Linked DNA regions of Gossypium arboreum: regions 1 and 2 are each linked to region 3. A link is a contact called in public Hi-C data. All regions are on one chromosome and are shown on one strand. The core of a region is the stretch at or near the end of the contact, and the rest is flanking DNA. Distances in the headings are between cores, read along the strand shown.

The links. A called contact is a pair of places that touch in the nucleus more often than the background predicts.
Region 1: a Hi-C map of leaf shows a contact between it and region 3, with 5 times the contacts expected there. The contact joins the promoter of LOC108460770 here to the promoter of LOC108486547 in region 3. A contact is called at or near these places in 3 of 5 Hi-C or Micro-C datasets (all in leaf).
Region 2: a contact with region 3 is called in a Hi-C map of leaf, with 2.8 times the contacts expected there. The contact joins the promoter of LOC108454513 here to the promoter of LOC108486547 in region 3. A contact is called at or near these places in 2 of 5 Hi-C or Micro-C datasets (both in leaf).

Annotation. Positions count from the first base shown.
Region 1 is chr4:36,668,339-36,671,846 of ASM2569848v2, forward strand. It overlaps LOC108460770 (54S ribosomal protein L17, mitochondrial-like), which reads left to right and starts at 1,825. Exons shown (of 9, transcript XM_053027136.1): 1 at 1,825-2,400; 2 at 2,851-2,976.
Region 2 is chr4:36,893,746-36,897,352 of ASM2569848v2, forward strand. It overlaps LOC108454513 (carbon catabolite repressor protein 4 homolog 1), which reads right to left and starts at 2,172. Exons shown (of 12, transcript XM_017753017.2): 1 at 1,543-2,172. The coding sequence starts at 1,700.
Region 3 is chr4:35,929,060-35,932,482 of ASM2569848v2, forward strand. It overlaps LOC108486547 (protein MAEA homolog), which reads left to right and starts at 1,519. Exons shown (of 7, transcript XM_017790662.2): 1 at 1,519-2,001; 2 at 2,732-2,926. The coding sequence starts at 1,663.

The sequences.
Region 1 (3,508 bases), core at 575-3,074, 740 kb after region 3:
TTTCGGTGTAAGAGAATTTGAGAGTGTGTAAAATTCTACAGAATTCTTAGCCTTTTATAGGCATTGAGAATGTTGGAATTTTGGAAATTTCCACAAAATCTGCCATTAAGGAGCCAATAAATCAATTTGATTAAAAAATTAAATAAAATTGATTGGAATTAAAAAAATAAGATAAATGTCCTTAAGAAAAATAATTTTGTGTTGGGCTAAATATTCGTAGGCCCACTTTAGGCTAGTTCGAACATTTCGAGTCGCCCACGTCATGTGGGTGCACTCCAACCCCCACTGGTTTGGACTTGCAACCCCCTTACGTGCGAGGCAAGGTTATAAGCTTAATCATTCAATCATCCTTTAAGAGGGTTCCCATATATAAACACATCTCATACTTGATATTTAACTAATGTGAGATCAAGCCTTTACTTTTCTTCAACAAATATTTCCAAATAGCTTACTTTGAACATCAATTTCTCATTCACCACTCAACCATTTTGAGCATATGATGTATCGTTGTAAAGGTCTCATGGAGTAAAATATGAAACCATAATTTTATGATTCAACTCTCCACCTTTACCTATTAAGAATATGCCTCAAAGTTCCCATAAAATGCAATTTTTCCAACATCATTTTTTTTTCTAAATTTTTTAGCGAAACCTCTCATTTAAGACGTCATCTAAATAGTTGTTTGAAAAAAATTAATAAGGACATCATTCATTCAATACACCATAGCCACTCAACCATCTTTAGGAGGTGGTTCATCTATAAAAACCTATAAGTTTGATGCTGATGCTGATGAGTGTCATCAAGTTATTTCTACTTTTCTTGTGTGTGGCAAGCATTCATTTAGAACAGTTCAAGAACTGAGATTTAGATACATGATGAGTATTGTTAATCCTAATTTTAATACAATAAAACATTTATTATATTTATGTTAATATTTTTAAAATATAAATATTTTTTAATGAGTTACAAAACATTTATTTTAGCATTTTTAGTGCATTTAGTATATTATATATATTTTAAAAAATATTTTTAAATAAAAACTAATCTAAAATAATCAAATATGAGCAAGCCGGATCGGTTCGAGTTTACATTTTTTAAATCAAATCGGATTTGGACAAAAATGTAAGCCCATTTTCTAGACCGATTAGACTTGAATTAAAAAATTGATCTAAATACATTGTATGGATCTAGCCCAAACTTGATCCAGCCCGATGACCTAAGTTTTAACACTTTTTAGATGAATTAATGTAGTAGACTGATGTGATCATTGGGTACATGTCGATAACATCTAGAAGAAATTATAGTGATGTGTTGATTACCATATTATGTTATCTCGAATTTGACATGTTTTTAAACTATAATTTATTGATATATTATATATTTTAAATTTTTATATAAAATAATTTAAAAATTTAATATGAACATGTCAAGTCGATTCAATTTAGCATTTTAATTTAGGCTAGATTTAAATAAAATTTTAAGCTTATTTTTTAAATTAAGTTGGACAGTTACCGATCACAAAATAATAATAATAATAATAATAATAATAATGATAGACACTAATGGTGATAATATTAATGGCAAGAACATTAACAAAAACAAATTAATAAAGCAATTTCCAAGGGAAGTTAATATAACTATACATATGTTGGCTGGAATGATAAAAATTTTCCTTTATGATCCGATAATGTTTAGGAACTCCAAAAGCGATCATGGAATATTTACAGCTAGATGATCGGTTTATTTATATTTACACTGGAATAATATTGTAATTGTTTTCAATTTTTATCTACCAAAAAGAAAAATGAAGGCAATGAAGTTAAAGTAAGAAAATAATACCCACATACTGGAAACGCGTTGATTAGAAACTACAAGATTTGGGCCGCTCCTGAACCTTCTAAAATCTTGGTCTTTTCCCTTTCTATCGTTTTATTCACTTAAATGAAGATAAATTAAAGGGTAAATTTAAAAATAATTATTTTTGTTTAATTCAGATTATATTTTAGTTATTTATATTATCATAACGAGGTAAAATATAATGTGAAGTAAATAAAAATGAACAAAATCTTTCACTTCTCTGTCAAACTGAGCCTTCTGCAAAGCTAACCAAGAGAAGGAGCCTTCTCTTTTGTTTTGAAACCCTAGCCGCCGTGAGCTTTCATCGCCATCAAATCGTCGTCAAGGGTTGTCTCCAACTGTCAACCCTTTTAAGTCGCCCCTCTATTTCTCCTTTTTCAAAACCTTCGATTCGATTTGATTTTGGATTCAAGGCCCTTTCTGTTAAGTTCTTTTTCTCCAGTTCGTTTTTTTCAGGTCACCAAGTGCTCGACGATATTACTCAACGAACAAAACTAGAAGCTGATCATTTTACTCTCTTGATCGGATCACCAACTTTCTTCGGTAAGTGCCTGCTTAATTGGATATGATCTAATATATTATTAAACCAGTAAAAAACTTGAACGATTTAAAATGTGTACTTAAAGATAAATTGCATGATTTAGCTTTTATATGACTGTTTCGGATTAAAAATCGAGTTGATTCTATTAACTCAATTCAAATAATTTGAAATTCGATTTTTTTTCGAATTTTTCGAGTGGAATCGAATTCAATATTAAATTGAAATATGCAGGCAGGGGCCGAAGGGCTTGATTTGTTCTTTTTTACTCTGTCTTTAGTTAATTTGTTCTTTCTAACTTGTAGATATTTCCATGAATTAAAAAAATTATTAATTTTCTGAGCAAAAAGGCTAATAATACCAAGGCATACATCTTTGCATGGTACATTATTTTAGTTTCTGAAACATAGATTTTGTCAATAGAAACTCAGTAAACTGGTTTTCCCTATACTCAGGTGGGATGCGAAAATGCTAAAAATACACAATTAAAAGCTTGAATATTCAAGATTTTTCTCGAGATGGTTTAATCTGTCAATACTTTTGCAAATTTTGATATGTCTCTATACAAGTAAACATCAAGAGTGAGTTCCTTTTTTATTCCGTTTTTATTTGCATGCATGTGCTTGTGCTTGTGCTTGTGCTTGACCAAGTATCATTTGAAATAAAGATTGACCATTTATGAACTTTGATTTCAGTAATCTCAATAAACCATAGATTGTTTTATTCCTTTTTTATTTACATGCATGTGCTTGTGCATGATCAAGTATCATTAAAAGTCTCTATGCACGATAACTTTGATAAGTCAGATTGTTAATGAACCCTGATCTGCTGCTTTAGAATATTTCTATCTCCATAGATTATTGGGTTCTCCTTGCCTAATTTGTAATTTCCTTGCTTGATGTTGAATATTTAAGATATATGGTCTGTACTATGTAGTTTGATAAAGCTTTCTTCAATCTAAGTAAGATCTATTGCTATAATGTAGTAATTATTAGACATGAAGAATTGTGTGCTGTGATGATTTTTTTATTTTGTTACATTCCTTTATATGTAATTTTTTCATTTATCAAATGGACTTGTATCCTTTTCTTTTTTTCTAGGGGTCTGAATAAT
Region 2 (3,607 bases), core at 922-3,421, 970 kb after region 3:
AATAGGGGCACAAGAAAAGGTAAAAAAAATGCATTTTCCAATATAAGAATCCAGCAATCACAATAAGAATGTTATATCACCGTCTCAAAGTTTAGGTAAACTACAACGCGCCTAAAGCATTTATCAATCAATAATAAAGATTGTATTTGATAGTGGTTAAAGTTTTTCTTAAAATGAAAAGACCTAAATACCATCCAAGGACTGAATAATCAATAAATTTAATCTTATTATATAGCTACATGTAACTGATGACAAAACAAAAGTATAAAGTTGACCTAAATACCATACAAGGACTGAACAATCAATAAACTCAACTTCATATTTTACTAAACATCTTTATTATATTACTACATGTAACTGAAACCGAAACCGAAACCATAACCAATGTTTAAAGTTCTAGGATCTTTTGTGATGAAACATAAGGCAACCATTATAAATTTCAAGTTTCTATTACCTTTTCAGGAGTTTCTGGTAATTCTTGAAATAAAACTAGACTTACTTGTTCAACCCCAAGTTACTTTAAATAGCAGAAGCTTGATAATTACCAGTAGCACATTAAATGCCTTAGGAGTACCTTTCTGGTAACTCTTTCTTCCTATGATCAAATATTAAGTGTAGTTACTCTCAGTCTATGTTGAAACGTTCTTACGAGCTTTCATAGGAGTAGTGGTGCCAGGTGGCCACAAGAATGAAAACAAAGGAAACAAATTATTGCCTTCTATGGAAGATTCTAGCTCATTGAACCTAGTTTTGTCTATGACGCATAAAGAGACAAAGAGCTCAATTGCAACAATCTTGACTCAAGCAGCGAAAACTAAATCCAAGTAAAACCAAACAAAATGGCATGAAACTCAATGCCAGAATCAGACTCAAGAAACTACTTCTTGATACTTCAAGAATTTAAAAAATAAACACATCACTAAACAAACAAGATAATCCAGAACACGGAGTAACAAAAACAGATTGCAATCCAGTAAAAAGCAACCACACTATCTCCAAATGCACAGGTAGAAAAACTCAACTTATAGACCTCAATTCCACGCATCCCTTACGGAAAAACTCGACAATGTCACATATACTGTATTTACTAAAAACAGTCATATATATCAAACCCAAAAACCAAACTCAAACCCCCATTGATCAAAATGAGAACTACACAAAGACCAAAACACCAAAAAGTAAAAAAAGAAAAAGGAATGAAACATAGAATCTAAGAAATTGTCTTATAATGCAAACACTTGCCACCTACAAAAAGCAGTTCACACATTTAGTAAAAAGCAATCAAATAATAACACACCCAAAAGAACTAGCTCAAAATCCAATTGGCCAACATGACAACTAACCAAAATACATAAACCAAGAAATAAATAAATAAATAAATAAATAAATAAATAATAAAGAGTTTAATTGTTAATTAGACATAAAAAATTTCATACCACTTGAAAAGTTAAATGAAATTAGCCTAGCCATTGGCATAACCCCCGCAACCAACCAATAAAAAACCTAAAAGATAGATTCTTCAACGGATTTAAAAACACTTACCACTTATACCTCAAGAAGTGGCCATCAAGAGGGGCCGACTCAGGCACATCATCGGTTGTAACGGTCTTGTCAGGTCGGCGTAAGAGCACGTAAGGCGTGAGCTCGCAGCCAACAATTGGTATATCAGAAGGGAGGTGCACACGTAGCACGCTCAGCATGCTTTAACTTCTCGGGCTTCCTTGGTCGGTCACAGTTCGCAACGGTCACCACTTGGTAAACCTATCAAATCCAATCCTACACTAGCAAGAGCAGCAGAGCAAGAAATGACCTCGAAATGATGCGCAATCTCATCGAGGCGGAATCCAGGCGTATCCGCCATTTACTTGACCCGAAAACCCGCCAGCCTTGACAATCGTCCTCCTTTTTTTTTTCTTTCTTTTTTTCCGATTAAACAAACCCTAGAAGACTTGTTGATTAATCCCAAATATAAACATGCAAGAACCAAGAACAGATCTTGTAACGGTATTTAGGGTTTTGAAATAGAGAATGATTGAAGGAATGAATCGAAGAAGAGATATAGAGAAAGAAAGGGGGGAAATGAGGAGAACGAATGATAGTTAGGGTTTTACAGAGGACGTGAAAAAGGAAAGTCTTTATTTAAAATATCTGTATATTATTTATAGAGAGAAATAATTTTTTCAAGGATAAAATTAATACATTTGTAATCTTTCCAGCGATATATCCATATAAAATTGACGTAATTTTAACTTTAATATTTATTCTTAAAAAAATTAAAATTAAGGCAACAGATGTCTATTCATCTAAAGGAAAGTTTAGGTGAAAAAGTCCATAAATTGATTGTGCTAAGTAAATCCAATCGATTTAATTAATTTATATGGTAGGATAATCGGTTTAAGTTTTTGTGTGGTGTACTTTTGGTATTCAATTTTCAAATTAATTTAAATTTAAATAAAAAATTTAATTCAAAAACTACTCATTAGTCTAGACTTGTCCAAAGGTCCTATAAATCTCACTCGACTAGGATTAAGTTTAAATAAATATTTTCACACCTTGGGTCCACTTGCCCTGATTTCAATTTCAACAATGAAAAATATTTTTAAATTTAAATTTAATTATAAAAATATATAAAATATCAATTAAAATATAATTTTTATCATTTTATTATTTTTTAAATGGTAAAATGGACTTTTGAGTAGACCAAGCTTGGCGGAAACGAGTCTGGACTTGAAAAGTTTTTTGGAATCGGGTCTCGACCTAACCCATGGATACCTCTACCGTAACCCTACCCCAATAAGTGATGGCAACGGTGTGAGGCAAGATGAATTATCTCGACCCCAACTTGAAGTTTGACCAATTTGCCCCGACCCAATCCCAAGTCTTAAGAAAAAACTCACCCTAAACCCAAACTCAAAATTTAATAAAATGCCTAACTGCATCTCGATCCAACCTGAAATTAATTTAATTATTTTATTTTTATTTAGAAGCATATAAGAATAATTTTTTAATTTAAACTTAAATATTAATATATTTTTTTATATATGTATTTTATTGAAAGAAAATATTTAATATATGTATATATTAGGGGCAATTTTTTGAAAATATCCCAGGGCAAGGCAAAGCGGATTTACCTCTCTTGACAGACTATTTTTATAGTTTCACCCGTCTGAATCCTATTTCTCAAAAAAAAAATCCGACCCTCATGGATCGGGTTGGGCCGAAACCTATCAAATTCAATTTTTTTTGCCATCTTTAATCACTGCCCTTAAATAGGAATATAAGTGCGCTTCAATATGCTTAAACTCATTTTCTCTTGTACCGGCAACAATGACGATGCCAACCGAGTTAAGACTCAATCAACAAAAATAATTTAATTAAATTCAACTAATTTTAAAAGAATTCGATTGGTGATTAAATCAACTGCATTATCAATTTTCAATTCACCCAATTTAACTAGTTAAACCATCTATTCAATAAGGATAAATCCCAAAATATACATAAACTATGGTTTAATGTACAATTGTATACATGAACTTTAATTTTGTGCAATTTTATACATAAAATTTTGATTTGATCCAATTCTTGTAAATTATTAATACGATTATTG
Region 3 (3,423 bases), core at 269-2,768:
TTGAAATGTTGAATAATTATCTTAAGGTTTATGGACTAAATTGAATAATTAGACTAAACTGAATAAAAACCAAAACTTAAAATTAACGACTCTAGGTGAAAATATTGATAAGGGAGATTGAGAGGAAATCTTATTGTGTAAGAATTCAATTGTCCCTATTTAGTTTAAGTTAGATCAAGAGATAAATCGAACTAAAATGTAAATTGGGTAAATTATAGATCGAGAGATATTAACTAATTCGATTAGAAAATTATTCTACTAAATTTCCTAATCTAAGAGTTAATTATGAACATGGAAATTAACCAGCTACCATTTTGTCTTGATTATCTCTTTTACAAATTTGGATATCTTTACAATTAGGTCCTTAGATATTAGTTTAGCCTCAAACATTCTATTTATTTTTTGTTGTACTATAGGCTGTTTAGTACTAACTATTTAGACTTTCTAGCTTGCATTCTTATTGCCGTGAATTCAATTTTTTTATCGATCTCTTATGGATTCGATCATTAGGATACTCTGTAAGGTGTTTCATTGTATTTTTTATATAAATATTACAAGTAGACTTGTTATACCAGCAATACACTGCACATGTTATATATCTTTATAATTTTCTCTGTTGAATACATGTACGCTGAAGCGTGATTTTGTCATAATTTTAAAGTTCAATAGTTTTTAATTAAATTCATATGATAAAGTTAAGGTGCAATAACAATGAATTTATTAAATTATTATACTTCTATGAAAATTTTGAGACTAAAAATGTTAAAGAAATGAAATTGTAAAAGACAAAATTATATAATAATAACAATATTACATTTTATCAACCAAACATTTAAATCTTATATTCTAGCTAAATGAATCGAAGTAAATTAATTTTACATTCCACTCGTAACCTTGCATTTTTGTCATCTTATTACGAAACGTAATATTTTGTTGAAGGGAACCAAACTTACCATTGGTTGAAGGGATTAAGGCTTCTTGTTGGCACTCGATGACTAAGATTCAAACTTTGTTGATTAATAACTTCCTCAATTTGTAATTAGACTAGTAGAAAAAAGGCACAATGACAAAATGAGCTCTTAATGTTTATAAATTTTATCTATTTGGCCCTTGTTTTTTTTAAGCTAAATTTAACCTTCAATATTTTTAAAAATGGTTGAATTTAACTATCAATTTTTTTAAAAAGCTATCAATCTTTTCGAAAGAGCTAAATTGTTGTTTTTTTAGGAGAAATGCTAACCAAAATATTAAAATTTTAAACATGGTAGCCTATAATGCAATCCGCGTATACTTCATACAATTTTCTTAAATTTTAAATTTTTATTTTTAAATATTTTTATATTATTTGTTAATATGACATATAAGAGAAATAACAATGTGTCAACATCGTATACTTAAAAATTAATGGTTTAGTTAATATTTTGATAAATTTAACTCAATAAAAAAATGAAAATTAAATTTACAAAAATTGTAAATGTTAACCGCTAATTTGTAATTATCCCATAGAAAATTTTTGGCAAAGCTCGGTCCACAATCAGATCCAGTTGCTCTATCGTAAAAGACGCTGTCGTTTCACCACATCACCGTAAGAAAGCTACTAATCATTCCTTTCTTCTCGTCTCCACTCTTCCTTGAACTCAAACCGGTTTCTTTCCCCTTCGAATGGAAATCGATCCACTTCCAAACGGTAGCGGTTCGAATGCCGCAACAAGCCCCGAAACCGCAGCAACGACAACCGCAATTACCGTCGCATCGAACACGGCGCCGTCCTCGAAATTGAGCCATCTGACGGAATCGTTAAAATTAGAGCACCAATTCTTGCGTGTTCCTTTTGAACATTTCAAGAAAACAATCCGAACCAATCACCGAACAGTCGAGAAAGAAGTCTCTGCCGTTATTTCAAGCGTCACTGACGTGGCTGACTCCGACGAAATATCCAAAGACGATGCCATTTTGAGTCTCACTTCCCTTGTTTCCCGTTTGCAAGGCATCAAGCGCAAGGTAAAAGAAGAGATTTTTTCTTTCTTTCTTTTTAAGTTAATTTAATGTGATCTGTATTGGAATTAGCAAAATTATGTTCCTTTTAACTTTTGGAGGTCTAAAAGGCAGAAAGTAGTTTTGGATATTTTGAGTGAAAAATGGCTATGTTTTTATATGATCTAAAATTAATGAATTTTTATGAAAATGAAGAGAATAATTAATTCGATGTAAAAGAGCTGGACTTGTATGAAAGTTGAAATTTTGACAATTTCACTTAAATTTGATAATATGAATTTGTAGAATTAAAGCAAGAATAAATCTAAAACTCGTCAATTTGTATGGAAAGTTGAAATATCGAATAAGTTGAAGAGTTTTGAATCTTATCTTACTGGATTAGGGGATAAATTATGTTTAATTGCAAAACTGTCTAACCTAAATTAAGTAATGGTCTGTAGAAACCCCTGCCAATATTGTTCACTTTTTTGCTTTACATACGCGCGCATACATATATCTGTTTATCAATCGGCATTTTACGTAATTCAATAATTTTTATTCAATTTAACAAGTATAACCTTTGCAGATTAGTTGGTCGCTGTATTTAGTAGTCACGGTAGATTTATTTTTCTTCTTATCTGAGCAACTGGATTGTATTTTGTGTTTTAGTAATTTATTATCCAAAGTACTGAGTAGCCCTTCTTAAGTCGTTAATGCATAGTGATCTACTAAAGTCTATATGTTCTTTATCATCCAGTTGGAAGAGGGGAGTCATGCAGAGAACTTGCAAGCTCATAGGTGTCGTGCTCGTCTTGATCACTTAGATTCAGCTGATGCTGAGAACCTTTCTGAATGGAATAATGTGCGATTGAAGCGGATCCTTGTGGACTATATGTCGCGTATGTCATACTATGACTCTGCAATGAAGCTGGCAGAAAGCAGCAACATACAGGTACTTTACATGCTTGCTTCATTTCATATAGACATGACAATGTTAGACCTGACATGAAGAAATAACAGTAACACAACATATACCATGTCTCCAAACCTATATATATATTATTAAGGTATCAAATTTATATAAATTAAATACCTTGAATGCGATAATAACATGGTGAAATGTATGCACGAATTCTCAATTCTAATTTCATAAGTTTTCTATGGAGTTAGCCACTAAAAGTATGCTCTGCCTTTTTTTATAATCAGAGAATAAGATAGGACTAACAAGCAGAATTACATTGAATCAGGATGGCATTGTATTTTCTTTATATTAATACATGTTTTAACCTTTTGAATTAGAATGTTTTGTCATTCAGCAGTTATCTAGCTTTGGCTGGACAGTTTTTTTTCCTTAAATGCTCATCACTGAAAACATTCTTGTCATCTTTGCCTGTATCTTCACAACATTTTCCAATTAATTCCTCGTATAACTGTGGAGGTCCAATAGAG